5 separate regions of the Mus musculus genome follow, and regions 1, 2, 4 and 5 are each linked to region 3. Evidence: chromatin contacts called from public Hi-C and HiChIP or PLAC-seq data. All regions are on one chromosome and are shown on one strand. Each heading gives the region's core, a stretch centred on a gene start, on an enhancer-like site or on the middle of the called end of the contact. The rest is flanking DNA. Distances are from core to core; before and after follow the strand shown. Region 1 has its middle 31 kb from the start of Slc38a2. Region 2 holds the start of Slc38a1 (solute carrier family 38, member 1). Region 3 has its middle 5.1 kb from the start of Gm41392. Region 4 has its middle 10 kb from the start of Slc38a2. Region 5 has its middle 5.4 kb from the start of Gm22045.

The links. HiChIP or PLAC-seq counts read pairs in DNA pulled down with a chosen protein or histone mark. Hi-C and Micro-C count contacts between places; a contact is called where the count stands out from the background.
Region 1: a CTCF HiChIP or PLAC-seq map of the NIH/3T3 cell line shows a contact between it and region 3, with 7 read pairs. The contact joins two enhancer-like sites. A contact is called at or near these places in 1 of 15 datasets of contacts at CTCF or cohesin (the NIH/3T3 cell line), 1 of 484 Hi-C or Micro-C datasets (nephron progenitors), 1 of 115 datasets of contacts at active chromatin or transcription factors (embryonic stem cells) and 1 of 9 other capture datasets (embryonic stem cells).
Region 2: a contact with region 3 is called in an H3K4me3 HiChIP or PLAC-seq map of embryonic stem cells, with 29 read pairs. The contact joins the promoter of Slc38a1 here to the enhancer-like site in region 3. A contact is called at or near these places in 1 of 39 promoter capture datasets (embryonic stem cells), 3 of 484 Hi-C or Micro-C datasets (the N1E-115 cell line, embryonic stem cells and uterus), 11 of 115 datasets of contacts at active chromatin or transcription factors (the SCID.adh cell line, bone marrow-derived macrophages, cardiomyocytes and 5 more) and 2 of 9 other capture datasets (adipose tissue and liver).
Region 4: an H3K27ac HiChIP or PLAC-seq map of embryonic stem cells shows a contact between it and region 3, with 16 read pairs. The contact joins two enhancer-like sites. A contact is called at or near these places in 3 of 39 promoter capture datasets (the 3T3-L1 cell line, the C10 cell line and the HPC-7 cell line), 1 of 484 Hi-C or Micro-C datasets (nephron progenitors), 7 of 115 datasets of contacts at active chromatin or transcription factors (the 230-238 cell line, embryonic limb bud, embryonic stem cells and 3 more) and 1 of 9 other capture datasets (pancreatic islet).
Region 5: a contact with region 3 is called in a Hi-C map of the N1E-115 cell line, with 9 times the contacts expected there. The contact joins two enhancer-like sites. A contact is called at or near these places in 12 of 39 promoter capture datasets (the C10 cell line, the HPC-7 cell line, HPC-7-derived erythroid cells and 8 more), 4 of 15 datasets of contacts at CTCF or cohesin (the G1E-ER4 cell line, embryonic stem cells and pro-B cells), 31 of 484 Hi-C or Micro-C datasets (the AML12 cell line, the G1E-ER4 cell line, LSK cells and 18 more), 10 of 115 datasets of contacts at active chromatin or transcription factors (astrocytes, embryonic stem cells, epiblast stem cells and 3 more) and 1 of 9 other capture datasets (embryonic stem cells).

What each region holds. Positions count from the first base shown.
Region 1 is chr15:96,729,317-96,732,016 of GRCm38.p6, reverse strand. No RefSeq gene overlaps it. Among named protein-coding and RNA genes, the nearest start is that of Slc38a2, 31 kb to the right of the region's middle. Within about 2 kb of position 1,431, at least 58 of the 459 cell types and tissues checked have an H3K27ac peak or open chromatin away from gene starts, as enhancers often do. A contact at or near this core is called in the NIH/3T3 cell line, where this site is marked.
Region 2 is chr15:96,641,522-96,644,221 of GRCm38.p6, reverse strand. Slc38a1 (solute carrier family 38, member 1) reads left to right here and starts at 1,309. Exons shown (of 16, transcript NM_001166458.1): 1 at 1,309-1,731.
Region 3 is chr15:96,488,052-96,490,751 of GRCm38.p6, reverse strand. No RefSeq gene overlaps it. Among named protein-coding and RNA genes, the nearest start is that of Gm41392, 5.1 kb to the left of the region's middle. Within about 2 kb of position 1,386, at least 74 of the 459 cell types and tissues checked have an H3K27ac peak or open chromatin away from gene starts, as enhancers often do. A contact at or near this core is called in the 230-238 cell line, the N1E-115 cell line, the NIH/3T3 cell line and 4 more, where this site is marked.
Region 4 is chr15:96,708,346-96,711,045 of GRCm38.p6, reverse strand. No RefSeq gene overlaps it. Among named protein-coding and RNA genes, the nearest start is that of Slc38a2, 10 kb to the right of the region's middle. Within about 2 kb of position 1,340, at least 366 of the 459 cell types and tissues checked have an H3K27ac peak or open chromatin away from gene starts, as enhancers often do. A contact at or near this core is called in the 230-238 cell line and embryonic stem cells, where this site is marked.
Region 5 is chr15:96,665,051-96,667,750 of GRCm38.p6, reverse strand. No RefSeq gene overlaps it. Among named protein-coding and RNA genes, the nearest start is that of Gm22045, 5.4 kb to the left of the region's middle. Within about 2 kb of position 1,375, at least 37 of the 459 cell types and tissues checked have an H3K27ac peak or open chromatin away from gene starts, as enhancers often do. A contact at or near this core is called in the N1E-115 cell line, where this site is marked.

The DNA.
Region 1 (2,700 bases), core at 182-2,681, 240 kb before region 3:
TTAGCCGTCGTCAGTATTACTTCTCCTGGCATAGTCTCTCCCACCCCCACCAGCCACACTGGAACTTTGTGATCCCGCATAGGGCATCCAGATTCACCAACGCTCCCCAGAAGGTGTCTAGCATAGGTAGGCTGGGCTGCAGGAATGCAGTTGCGGGTGTGCATGAGTCTGTCACAAAGCTCTCAGCTGAAACGTGGACGGAACCCAGTTCTGGAACTGTGGTCTCGGACAGCTTCTGACTCCTGTGACTTCTACCGTCTCCCATCCCCCCATACACACACACACACACACACACACACACACACACACACACACACACAGAGCCCGCAGGTAGGATTTGGTCAGGCTTGAATTCTGTCTTTCCTGCACTCTTTCCTGTCCCCTCAGGGTTTCCTTCCCCCATGTCCACCTCCCCACCTCTAACTGGCTTCCAGTTCAAGCCGGTGCTTCCTCCTCCATCATCCGCCCTTCGCATGTGTCCCCACCTTCGTGCCTTTTCCTCGGCCCTCATAACAGCTTTGATCTCTGCTTCACAAAACAGTTTTAAGGGTCTTGAAGGGGCTTTTAGATCTTAGGGATTCAGCATCTTGGCTAAGAACCATAGTCTAGAGAAAACCAACGTACATTCAAACTTTAGCATCGCCATCAAAACTGTGCATTTAAAGCCCTCCACTTATGACGCGCTTCTTGTGTTATAGCCCCCTGTTTACATACCTGTTTCCCTGACCGGAATAAAAGAGCAGGTAGCTATCATGTGTTTACAAAACAAAAAGGAGGAAAAACTCTTTGCATATAGCATCCTGGTGGCACGCACTGGATTCTAAAACTTATCAGCTGACCACTGTGCAATGCAAAATCCACTTGTCAAGTTAGTGCAGAACCTTGTTAATGCAAATATCAGTCACTTCAATAATAATCCCACCATTTTGTCACATCTGATATGACAGCTCCTACCATTTACACCACTGTGTATTTTGTTCATAGTATTTTGGGGACAGGATTTCATGAAGCCCAGACCCGCCGCAGACTTGCCATGTAGCTGAGGTTGGACTTGAACTTATGATCTTCCTACTCCAAAGTGCTGAATACAGATGCACACCCATGTCTTGTTTTGCTTATAAACTCTTTACCAAAGATCCCTCCATCAGCAAACACAGTGGCCACTAAACTCCCCAAAGATGTGTGGTTATTCTGAGTTCAGACCTGTCCTCTCAATTGTGTGACGTTTCCTGAGTCCCCAGTCTAGTCTCAGGAGACCATGAAGTTTCCTTTTTCACTCTCTTGGGTTGCAGCCATGATGCAGAAATGCTTACACCGCATTCCCAAGTGGTTGCGGAGGGATGGGTGAGGCTCTGCCCGTGAGTCCTTCTGGCCACCGCTGCTGGCTGCCAGATACACTTGTATCTTGTTCTGTTCCTGCTGCTATAATGAAGTCCCTGAGTCTGGGTGATGCGTACACAGCAGAATGTGTCTCTCACAGATGTGTAGGCTGGGACGGCCAGGACCGAGGGGCCAAAAGATTAATAACTGTCGAAGACTCACCCTGCTCCCTAAATAACACCTTCTTGCAGTGTACCCACATAACAAAGGAGTCCCCAGTGCCTTATAAAGAAGAGCAGAGGCCCCACAACCTAACTATGTCCTAAGTGCCTCATCTCCTATAGCATCACATGGGAATTCAGAAGGAACAACAGTTGAGCCATTGAATGGTTGTTTAATTCTCTCACTTTTTTTCAAACAGGATCCCTACCCCAGCCAACCTTGAGCCTCTGACCCTCCTGTCTTTACCTGCTGAGTACCGAGCTGAGAGGCATCTGCTACCATGCCCTGTTTATATAGCACCGGGGATGAAACCCAGGGTTCGTGCACGCTTGGCAAGCTACATCTCCAGCCTGAGCTATTCTGAGAAGGAACGCGATCTTGCACCTCCAGCCCAGGCAAGCTCCCAAGCCACAGGAATGGCCCAGCAGTCGTCATGCGGAGAATTGTCTGCCCCAGGCCAACCAACCCACAGAATCCAGCTCAGACACTGGTCTTTAAACCACTGTGCATTGACCGTTGATCGTTACACAACAACAGATAATGTAAGAAAGACAGTAAGATATACCAGAGTGATAAAAACTGAAAGAAAAGGAATGAAAATAAATACATAATTCATACTCTGAAATTTGGTAATTCTTGACACAAAATTCCTTTATCTTGTGTCTAGGAATAGGTACAGACAAACATCTCTGCCACTCAACAGCTTTCCTTGATCTTCTGATGCTCCTGTCTTTATCACTGAGTACTGAGCTACCGTGCCCAGAGATGAAACCCAGGGTTCATAGAAGATGCTGTCTTAACCTGACAGGGTCTAATGTGGGCAGGCAAGCATTGGGCATCCGGGTTAGGCCTCCTGTGCCACAGGCACAATGCTAACCAAGAAGGTTTTGTTTAGACAACAACAACAACAAAAAAGCAAAATGTGATCCTGAGGAGGAGATGGGAACATAAATCACTGTTGGCCACTCATCCCTGGAACTGGAACTGTGTGAGGCTTAAAATATAAACAGAGCCTTGGAGCTTTAGCTAGACTCGTGATTTTTATCATCACATTCTCAAGTCCGTTAAAATACATTAGACAGCTGAAGAGGCAGTGGTCTTACAAAGGTAGAGTACTGCCACGGGCCTGGCCATTTCTATCTCAAGGCTTCCCTAGAC
Region 2 (2,700 bases), core at 60-2,559, 150 kb before region 3:
ATAATCGTAACAAAATCGTAAATTTTGACTTCCTCTAGGAAGAAAGGTAAAAAGAATGGACTTTCGGTGTAAACTTAGAGTGTTACTATAATACATAAGTTTTTCACACAAAGAAGGAGCAACAGGACAAAAAAAAAATGGGGTGGGGGGTGGGGGGAGATGCTGTGTTTGAGGAAGAAACTGCCCTTCTGATTGCAGTGACCTTCCGGTTTCCAGGCATGTTCAAGAACACACCTCCCACTTGTTTCTTTGGAAGCCAGTGTTTAACTCACCACGACCATTTACGGCCATTGGAAGGGAGCAAGAATACCAGCCACTAAAAAGCTTAAATCTTGGTTGGCCCCCCACTTTCCCAGAGGAGACTGAAAATCTGTAAGCACCGCAAAACAGCATTCATTACTCAGCCTCTTGAAAGGCTCCAGGTAGAGTCATTTTTGAATCATGATTCAACCGCCATTTCTTGTTTTGATGGAACAGTGATGGCTAACATGTTGATGGCTAACTTTATGTTTAAAAATCTCTGTGCTTAAAGCAAATTTCGACCTCCAAATGTTAAGCGCTACTAGGGGTTAATCTTTATTATTATTATTATTATGGTTTTTTTTTTAACTGCTGGTTCTGCTTCTGTAAACAAGCTTGCAAGAGAACAGATTGAAGCTTTGTATTCTTTGCCTTTGTAAACCCTTGGCTGAGGTGTCTGGGTGCTACATTCGGAATTCCATCTCGGCGTCAGTGTCTGAATAAAATCCTCTTGGTTAAAATTTATTAGTGGTCAGGCTGATGAATCTCCGGCCGGACCCAAAACAGGAGCCATCCGGATGAGAGGGACTCAGGCTTCCACGCGGCAGACTCCGTGGTGGTGGTGGTCTCATTGGCTGGTGTGTAGGTGGGATTTCCTGTCGCCATTTTAAGGAGAAGCGACTGTGCCAGCCAGTCAGTTAAGGGGCTGCACTTCAGACAAAGAGTGGGGCAGGAGAAGTAACCCGAGGCGGATATGGCTTTCAGCCTGTTCCTTTTTCCAGGCCCAGCAAGGGTAGAGTCACGTGGCCGGGGCAGCAGGGCTATTGGTGCAGACCCCTTGGGTTATTGTCACACTCTGAGTCCCAAGGGGTCCCCAGAGCTGCTCTGGGGGGGGGGGGGGCGGGACTGTAGGTGTCCAGGTTTCCAAAGGTGTCCCCGCGCGTCCCGTAGTCCACCACCGCCCCTGGGTCGCGGGGCTACCCTCACGCTGCTCCCTTCCCACAATGCAACTCCGTTCGGTGAGGCCCTGGCGTACCCCAAGAGACGGCCCCCTGCCACCGCCTGGGCGAGTGAGCCGCTCCACCTCCAACCCCGAGGGTGCGGGTGCGGCAGCTGTGGCCCCAGCTGAGGCCCCGGGAGGGCGCAGGCAGGTGCCGGGAGGCCCGCAGCCTCCGTATGCTCGGGTACCACCAGCGCGTTGTTCGCGCATCCGCTCGCACTGCCCTTCCTGGATGCTCGGTGTCCGCCAGCCGCGGTCGCCTTGCGGTCTGGTAGCCCAGGGGGGAAGAGGAGCAAGAAGGCGCGGCGACCAGCGGCATGTGACCCGCACTGCTCTACCGCACACAGCTCAACTCCGCCGGCGCGCGGGCATGGAGGGATGATGGTCTGAAAGGCCGCGCTCCCGTCCCCAAACTGCCGAAGAGAAAGGGCGACGCGCCTCGCAGGAGCCAATGAGTCAGGTTGGAGCCCCTCCGCGCCGGGCGTGTGAATGTAAGTGCTGGCGGGCAGAGTGTGGGTGGGGGGAAACTGATGCAACCAGCCCTGGGAGGAGGAGGAGGAGGAGGAGGAGGAGGAGGAGGAGGAGGAGGAGGAGGAGGAGGAGGAGGAGGAGGTGGTGGTGGAAAAGGAGGAGGAGGAGGAGAGCTGTGGCCACGCCACTCTTCCTGAAGGTCGCCGGTAACCCGGCCTTTTACCTTCCTCCGAAACCCGCCACGCGGATCCTCCCCGCCCAGTCTTACAGACCTGGGGCCACCTTTCCCTAGCTAGTCCTTGACACAAAAAAGGACATCTAACTGCCGGGGACGGCCTGGAAGGGCGGACACTTTGGTGGCGCCTTTCCCTTTATTTCTCGAGGTAAGGTGCTTTTGGAGGGCAGAGGGAGCGGCGACTTGGAGGGAAGGGGAGTTTGAACAGGAAGGGAAGGAGGTAACTCAGACAGCCTCCATGTCTCGTGGACACGGGCAGAGCGTCGCGGCGCCTTTCTAGAAGGCAGGAGTCCGGTGCCCTTCCCTGAACGCAGGGACTCCAGATACCGCCGTGGCGTACAGTACCTTACTTTGTAGACCTGGTTTTATGGTGATGGAGTGTGCCACCAGATCTGGTGTCACTTTCGCGAATTAGGAACCAAGCATGCGATGTAAGGGGCATAAGGTACACCGAGGAGTGAATCAGTCTGCATCTTGGGACTGGCCGGCAGCGGAGCCTCGGAGACCGGCTCCCCAGCGCGGTAAACAGGTGCACGTTGGCTGCACCTCCACGGGCTCGGCCCCTGTCTCCGTTCCGGTTAGTGGGATGATGCTGGCAGTGACTCACTTTCCTCTCCCTCTCTGGAGGCTCTCTCCCGAATGAAGAGCCAGTGATAGGCTACTTCCTCTAGAGCCTGGTCCGGTGGGGCGGGAGAACAAAAGGCCACTGCTTGCGCAGGACCCTTGCGCCCTGGTCTCCCCTCCCCCGCACCTG
Region 3 (2,700 bases), core at 137-2,636:
CTTGGTCTTGCAAACTTTATATGCCCCAGCACAGGGGAACACCAGGGCCAAGAAGTGGGAGTGAGTGGGTAGGGGAGGGGGTATAGGGGACTTTTGGGATAGCATTTGAAATGTAAATGAAGAAAATACCTAATAAAAAATTGGGGGGAAAAGATTTTGCTAAAGAGCTAGTGGATGGAACCCAAAAGGGTGAGGTGGAAATCATGGTACCATTAAAAACAAATTGTTAAACATCTAGGTAACCACAACGGTCACCGACTGCGTGCAATACTAATTCGAGAAATATAAAATGGTGAAAATACATTAAAAACCAGAGGGGAGTAATGAGAACCTTCTTATCTCTCCAGGAGCTGAATAAACACACAATTATATCAGACACTATGACAGCATGCTAACAGTTTAGGAGTGATAAACAAAACACTAGATACAGAATGTAAAAAAAAAAAGTCCTTATTAGTGGGGGTGGAGCTAAGGATGTGGGGGTGGAGTCTCTAGCACTGTGACTAGTCAGTGCTAGAGAACCTTGCTGTGACTGGTGAAATTCTTTGACTCAGGTGCTGTGGTCTCACGGGTACTCCTGGCTGCTCTGAGGTCTGAATTTACAGGATCACTGGAGGAGGAGGAGGACTCCTCTCCCTCCCCTCCCCTCCCCTCCCCTCCCCTCCCCTCCCCTCCCCTCCCCCTCCCTCTCCTCTGTCCTCCCCTCCCTGTGCCCTGAATAAACTCTCTTCTATACTATAAAGTCATGTCTAGTCCCTCACAGAGAAGGGATGTCTCAGTATGGGCCCACAGAGGCACTCCCTTCCCCCACACCAAACATTCCTTCTCTCCTTCTCTTTTTATAAAACACAACAGTAGAGGGAATTTGGAAAGTAATATCCAAATTATTATTGCTAAAAAAAATTATTACTACCACACTGACGGTTTTTTGAAGCAATGCAAGCTAGGGGTTGGGGAGATGGGGAGTGGTCAGGAGCACTGGCTCTCCTAGCATAGGATGACAGTTCAGTTCCCACTACCACAGAGCTCACAGCCATCCATAGAGGGCTCCGTCCAGAGGATACGATACCTTCCTCTGGCCTCCGGGGGCACTGTATGCAAGTCCCACACAGACACACACGTGGACAAAACACTTATACACATTAATTACGACTAGATATATCTTTTAAAATGCAAACTCACGAAAATCTAAGGTGCATATCAAAACTCAGGCTCTACATCAGACTCTGAGAGCAGAAGCTCATCAGAGGGGGAAATGGCATCGTTGTATCGCTCTATTCAAGGAACTCTATCTAAATTCAAAACCCGCGGTTGGATAAGCAGCCTGTTTAAAAGACGTCTAAATTATCCAGGGTGTGCAATGCTTGCTTCCGCAACAAGGACCTTTTTTTGCCTTCACACACTGCGCTTTAAACTTCGTTCTGGAACTGTCTGGAAGGTGCCAAATACCAATAGCCTCTGGCTGCTCGTAAAATATTTAGAAAATATTCCATAAAAATCTCCAAACAGCAGCTGAGCTACTACATAATTGAGCAACTGGAAAACCGACTTTTACTCTCGTGATCAGGGGGTGGCAGGGATGAGTCTTCCAGAGCCCTGCAGGCAAACAGTGGGAGTGAGAGAGCCAGCGAGTGGGTGTGGCTCAGGGTCTAAGAGCCTCAGGACACAACTGGCCCTGCTTTGTTTCCCACGGGATTTGGGGCCAGAACTGTTTCCTGAGCTCATCATTTCTGCAAAATGGCACTTGGCTCCCCAGGGTCTCCTCCTTTTTTTTTTTTTTTTCTCGTTAATTTGTAGCAGCTTGTGGATGTTGGAGAGGGTGTGGATTTCCTTTGCATTGGTCAATAAGCAACTGTCTTCAGGCAGAATTGTTTGGCAGATTTATTTATTTATTTATTTATTTATTTTTATTTAGAGTACCTGGTTTTTAATTTTTCTAAGTCCTGGCCCTGAGACTCAGTTTCACTGTTCTAATATGAAAAGCACAATTTCTAGAAAGGGAGAATGGCTCAGTGGGTAAAGGTCCTTGTGGCCAAGCCCGACAGGCAGAGAGACAAACCTCCAGAACCCATAAAAGGAGGAAAGAGCTCACTCCTGTAAGTTGTTTTCTGAGTTCCACGTACGCACCACAGCGTGCGTTCCACACACAAGCAAGCAAATCAATAAATACTAAAAACAGGAAGGGGCAGAAAAGAGACAAGCAAGGTCAGCTTTGCACAGCTGTGTTCCAATATGTTTACGTTATATTCCGTGGGCACACGCAGGAGAACGGCTGGGTTTGTTCGTTTTTGATTTGTGTTTTGTGTTTCATTTGGGACAGGGTTTCTCGGTGTAGCTCCGGCTGTCCTGGAACCCACCAGGCTGCCAGGCATGATCTGTTATCCTCGCCTGGAGTACTGGCTAGAAGCAAGCTCTTGAAACAGGCAAGGTCCCGCTGGCATTTCCCATCTCTTCTTTGCCACCGGTGTTGGCCTCGAGGGAAATAACTGTTATCATATAAAGATGCAGGGGGTAGAAAGTCTCTGCCTGTTACCAAGAACTGGGTTAGAGGCGCATGGTTATACGACGCAGCCGTTCCATTGCTCAACGAGGCTCTTTCTTTTATGCTTTATGCTTATGATAAGGTCTCGCTGAGTGGCCCACACCAGCCCTTTTCAGCTCTCTTGCTGGTCAGCCTGTTCTGGCATTCTTTGTCTCTAA
Region 4 (2,700 bases), core at 91-2,590, 220 kb before region 3:
CACAGAGCTAATGAATTAAATATGCATATGTACAAGGGATTGGAAAGCCTGAGAGCTGCGTGGCACATCTGGAACACATCTTGGAAGGTGAAAGTCGGAGATCAGGAGTTTAAGATCGACCAAGGCTATTTAGAAAATTCAAAGGTAGCCTGAACCTATGTAGAACCTTGACTCAAGAGTGGGGGGAGGGGTGTTAAACAATAAGGAATTCGAAATAGCATCTATTCTGAGAGCTAAGTATTATCTAGACTCATTAATTACAATGCTTCTAATTCCAGGAAAATTTTAAAAACACAAGTCAAAAGTAAAACGCATAGTTGTGAAGGTAGAACAAACGTGGGGGGAGGAGGTATCCACCAGGTTCAGTAGCTTTCGCCATTCTGACCTTTGCTCCACTTTAGGAGAGAAAAGGGCCCCGGGCAGGGCTGTGGAGAAATCTGAACTCAACATTATATTCACCTCGAAGATTTCTTCCCAGGAAAAAGTCAGCAGGTAAAGAAAAGTTGTAATTTCCTAACTCAGAGGCGAGTATGTTGTCTTTGTGTTTATTTCCCTGTCGGTTTTTTTCTCCTTCCTAGACTTTGATAGAATGACTCAAAAGATAAACACACACACACAATTACTAGAAAGAATCTAAAATGCCACGAGACTAAACGATCGCAGCATTTCTGTAAAAAAAAAACAAAAAACAAAAAAACCCGCTTCCTCCCTAGGGCCAAGATGAGGGCGGAATGTCTACGTAACGTCTTCTCGACAAAGGAGCAGGAGAACAACTCTGAAAGCCACTTTCAAAGGCTCACTGGGAGCCATGTGGAAGCACCGCGCAAAGCTTCGGGGACTTTCCTCGTGGGTCTGGGGATTTAGCAAGACAACCCACGAGCTGGGGAGTCCCTGCTCGCCGGGGTGCGGGCTCGGCCCCAGGCGCGGGCACGTGCACATGCTGCAGCGGCCTCGCTCCCCCGCGGCCTCCCCGAGCGGAGGATTACCCCTGATGATCACGACTCTCTAGGTTTCCCCAGTCACTGGCTCCCCACCGCGGCTCCCTGTCCCTTCCATCCCTCCCCGCCACGCGCACCAAAAGAAGGCGGAACCCAGTGAGTCGCCATCACGTGGGCTCTGGACGAGCAGAAGCGGTCTGCGCAGAAGTGGTCTGCGCACGAGCTGCCCGCGCCTCGCGGGGCCTCCGCGCCCGCAGCCTCAGTGGAAAAATTTCAGGAGACCTACTGAGGCTGCGCGGAGTAGGCCACGCCCCCTTCCCGCCCGTTGCTTCTGCGCGGGTTCCTCCCGCCCCTGGGGAGCAGCCCCGCCTCCGCCCCGCGCTTCTGCGCAAGCCCCGCCCTCCCTGGGGAAACCGCTGCGTAAGCCCCGCCCTCCCCAGGGGGAAAGCGCCGCGTACCCCTCGGCCATGACTTCCGGAGCTGCCACCGCTGGCCCGGGGTGCCTGCGAGGCCAACTCATGTGTGGCCGCCTGGCATCCTGAGAGGCGAGCAGCGGCGCCCTGGCGCCTCAGCCTTCGTCTGCGGGGCGCCGCGGCCTCAACCTCGTCACCTCAGCTCCACACGGGTCCCACGTCTTCTGGATGGAGCTGGATGGAGGGAGGAGTGGTTGGGGTGGGATGCTGAGGGGACCGACGGTCGCCTAGACAAAGCCCGATCTGGATCACCACCACCCACCCACCCCAGGAAAATAAATAATATTCATTTTCCCCCCCATCCAGAAATATGCCTCACGGAATTTACCCCTGAGGCAGCAATTGTAAGGAGTTTGACCTCACCCAGAGGTGACAAATGGCCACACCGACCATGACATTCTTTGGCTGTAAAGGGGTGTGTCATGTGTGCGTGGTTCTCCTCAAGAAAACAAATTTAGCCATTTTAGCCACGGGTTGGTTCAGTCGGGTGAGTGTTGCCTAATGTGGAGGCGAATAGAGGGGTGTTAGCTCTCCACTTGTCCTCAGAGAGGTTTTTACTGGAAACCGGATGCAGACATCTACATGAGACCACGTTGTGCCAAAGATTTCAGCCAAAACAGTGGGAGTTTCTGTGAGTAATCTCAGAACCAAGCCCATAGAAGCCCCCACAACCCACTTGAGAACCAGAATTGCAGGTATGTTAATAAATCTTTATTTCTTCGCCTTGGGTGAAGAAAGAACACGAAACTGACTGAAGGCCAAGAAGGTCATCGAGGCCCAAAAGTAGGCACAATATATTGATAAATCTTTGCCTTTTCCTCTGAACAAAAATACGGGTAACCCGTTTTTAAAAACAGATTTTGGAGAATTGTAATGATCTGAGTCTTTATTGTTTTTAAAGCAATCGGATGTAGCACAGTATTCAAAACCTAGACCTCTATAACTGCGCTGGCTCCTTGTTTTCTCGATTAGCTTTTCGTTCCAAGTGTGAGCATTCTGTCAACCCGTGGGCATGTGGACTTTTCAACCCTGTTACTGCTGATTAGCAGGTGTTGGTGGAAGATCTAGGTCCATGAACACTTTCTCTTTGCTGTCATTCTTTCTTGTACCTAGCAAAATGGACTCCAGAGGAAATGGCAGTGAAGCATGACAAAAAGAAAAAAAATCAGCCATTCCTCATTTTTTAGAGAGGAGACAGAAACGATTGGTACTAGATCCCTTGAAAGTCTCAATAGCAGTAAACATTTATACTAAAATGTCTGTAAATCTGAATGTTCCTGAAAAGGTCT
Region 5 (2,700 bases), core at 126-2,625, 180 kb before region 3:
CTTCCTAAAGGCTGGTGGTGCTGTGTTACAGAGAATTCTGGTTCCCATGACCACAGATCATCTGGGAGGAGCAATCCAAAGGAAGACGGTTGGGAGGGGTTAGGGAGGGGGTGGAAGAGGCTAACCCGCTGGCCCCCATGTTGTAAGTGGTGCCCCAGAAGAGCTTCCTCACCTCCCTGGCTATCACCTCAGCCATTCCTGGTCCACCAAAGCCATCACTCTGCTGCCCACTGAGCACCCCCTGCTCTAGGTCATCTCCTCACTCTCAGTAGGCTGGGCACACCTGCTCTTCCAAGGAGCTCTTGTAGGAAAAGGCTGCCACAGATGAGTCCTGCCCCACACCATCAAGGGCTTCTACTCCACTAGCGGCATCTTAATAATCCAGGAAAATGCTGGCTTCTTCCACTCTTGAACCTCTCACTAGATTACATCTCTAATCAAAGAGAAATTTTCTTCAAACTTCCTTTCTTTTTCTTTTTATGAGAGACTCTCTCTTTTACCGTTAAACCTTTTTGCAGATTGGAGAATCTGGTTTTTCTACTTCTTTATATATTTTTTTCGATTAAAATAACATTACATCACTTTCTCCCCTTCCTTTGCCTTCCTCTAACCCCCTCCTATGTCCCTCCCACTCTCAAATCGCTAGCTTCTTTTCTCTTTCTCTTTATTATTGTTACACACATGCACATATGTGTATATGTATACATAAATATATAGAAATAACCTGTTGTGTCCGTTTATGTTGTTTGCCAGTGATGTTCACTCTGTACTAGACAACCAATTAGGGCACTCTTCCCTGAGAGGCTAATTCTGTCTTTCTCAGCCTTTCTTGTTCCTGTAATTCTCCGCTAGGGGGCACCCTGTGAAACGTCCCTGTCCAGGTCCATCGATAATGCCGCTGTTCTGGTTTTGTTTGTACAATCCTTCTAGGTGAGACTGTTTCACAGCCGACTATGGAGTTCTGGCTCATACATTCTTCTTCGATGTTTCCTTTGCCATAGATGCAGGAGCTGCAATGTAGATTTTCTGTTGGGGCTACTTTGTATCCAGTTGCAGTTTTCTGGGATACTCTCCATTTGCTGTGAGGAGAGGCTTTACTGATGAGGGCTGATGGTTACATTGTATCTGTGGTATAATGATAGGATTTACGATGTTTTAAGGAATTATGTACCTCTGTCTAGCAAAATGGCAATAGTAGGGGTTTTTTCCCCTAATGTCCATGACCTTACTAGCTCTGGGAAACTGGCTAGGTTTTCAGTATCACATGATTTGCTTCCCGTTAAGAAGGCATTAAGTTCAGTTAGACAGCTCTTGGTTACCACCGACATTTAAGCGCCACGATGGTGCCTTTACAGGTGTCTCATTCTGCCGTTCATTGTGTGGTTCATAGAGGTTGCAGCTGGTAGGACTATTCATTTCTTTCCACCCTTAGCAATTTGCACAGTGTTTTCTGGTACCAAGGAAAACTAGAACTCAGGAAGGAAGTTTTCAGGTTGGATTCATCTCAAATGTAAGACCCTTTTACATGACTAATTATTGAGTGCATTCCAACTGAATTCTTGGATCTCCACAAGTCAGAAAATACATTCGGCATCTTCCAAGAACTCTCCACTTTCTATTGTATAAGAAACCAGTCTGCTTAGATCATGTAGATGACCTCTAGGGGGCAGTGCTTCCTAACCCCACGTAACAACCCTTGGGGCTTTGCTCTGTAAGTAGCAAAGACAGGCTTCCCCTAAATGGTGTGTAGAGTTACTGTTTTAAGTTAACATACAAAGTAACGAGCTTCATAGTGACTTTGTAACACATTATCCATTGTGTCCTTAGTTCCCTTCCTCCCCCCCCAATACTTTCCTATTCTTTCCTATCATTTGTATTTTATTACTGTCATGTTTCTCCTTCCTTTCTTCCCATGATCCCATTTAGTTTAATAATGCACACACATAAATGAATACACTCACTTATATACATACATGTGCATATATATTATAAAAAATTCAGGTCCTACATACAAGAGACATTATGTTGTATTTGTCTGAGTCTGCTTGTTTCCTGGAATGTAATGTTTTACAGTTGCATCTGATGTCTTGCAAATTTCATGACTTTAGTTTTCTTCACAGTTGTATAACATTCCTTTGTATAGATGAAAAAGAAACTGTGTCCATTTTCATATATATATGAAATACATATATATACATTTACATATATATTTACATATATTTTAATTATTTAAATTATTATTAGATATACATATATATTTGAATTATTGTTGTTGTTGTTGTTTATTCACTTTACATCCCACTCCCTGCCCCCTCCTGGTCACCTCCTCCCACAATCCTTCCTCCCTCCTGCCTTCTCCTCTGAGCAGATGGAGGCCCCCCTGGGTATCTCTCACCCTGGCACAACAAGTCTCTTATGAGAATAGGCGCATCTTCTCCTGCTGAGGCCAGACAAGGCAGCCCAGCTAGTAGAACATATCCCACGTACAGGCAACAGCTTTTGGGATAGCCCTCACTCCAGTTTTTCAGAACCAGCATGAAGGCCAAGCTACATATGAGCAGGGAGGCCTAGGACCAGCCTGTGTATGTTCTTTGGTTGGTGGTTCAGTCTACCACCTTATCTACCTGTGGAGTTCTTGACCCTGTGAAACTCATGACCCCTTAAGGACTGCAATCCTCTTGCCTGTTTTTCCATAAGAGT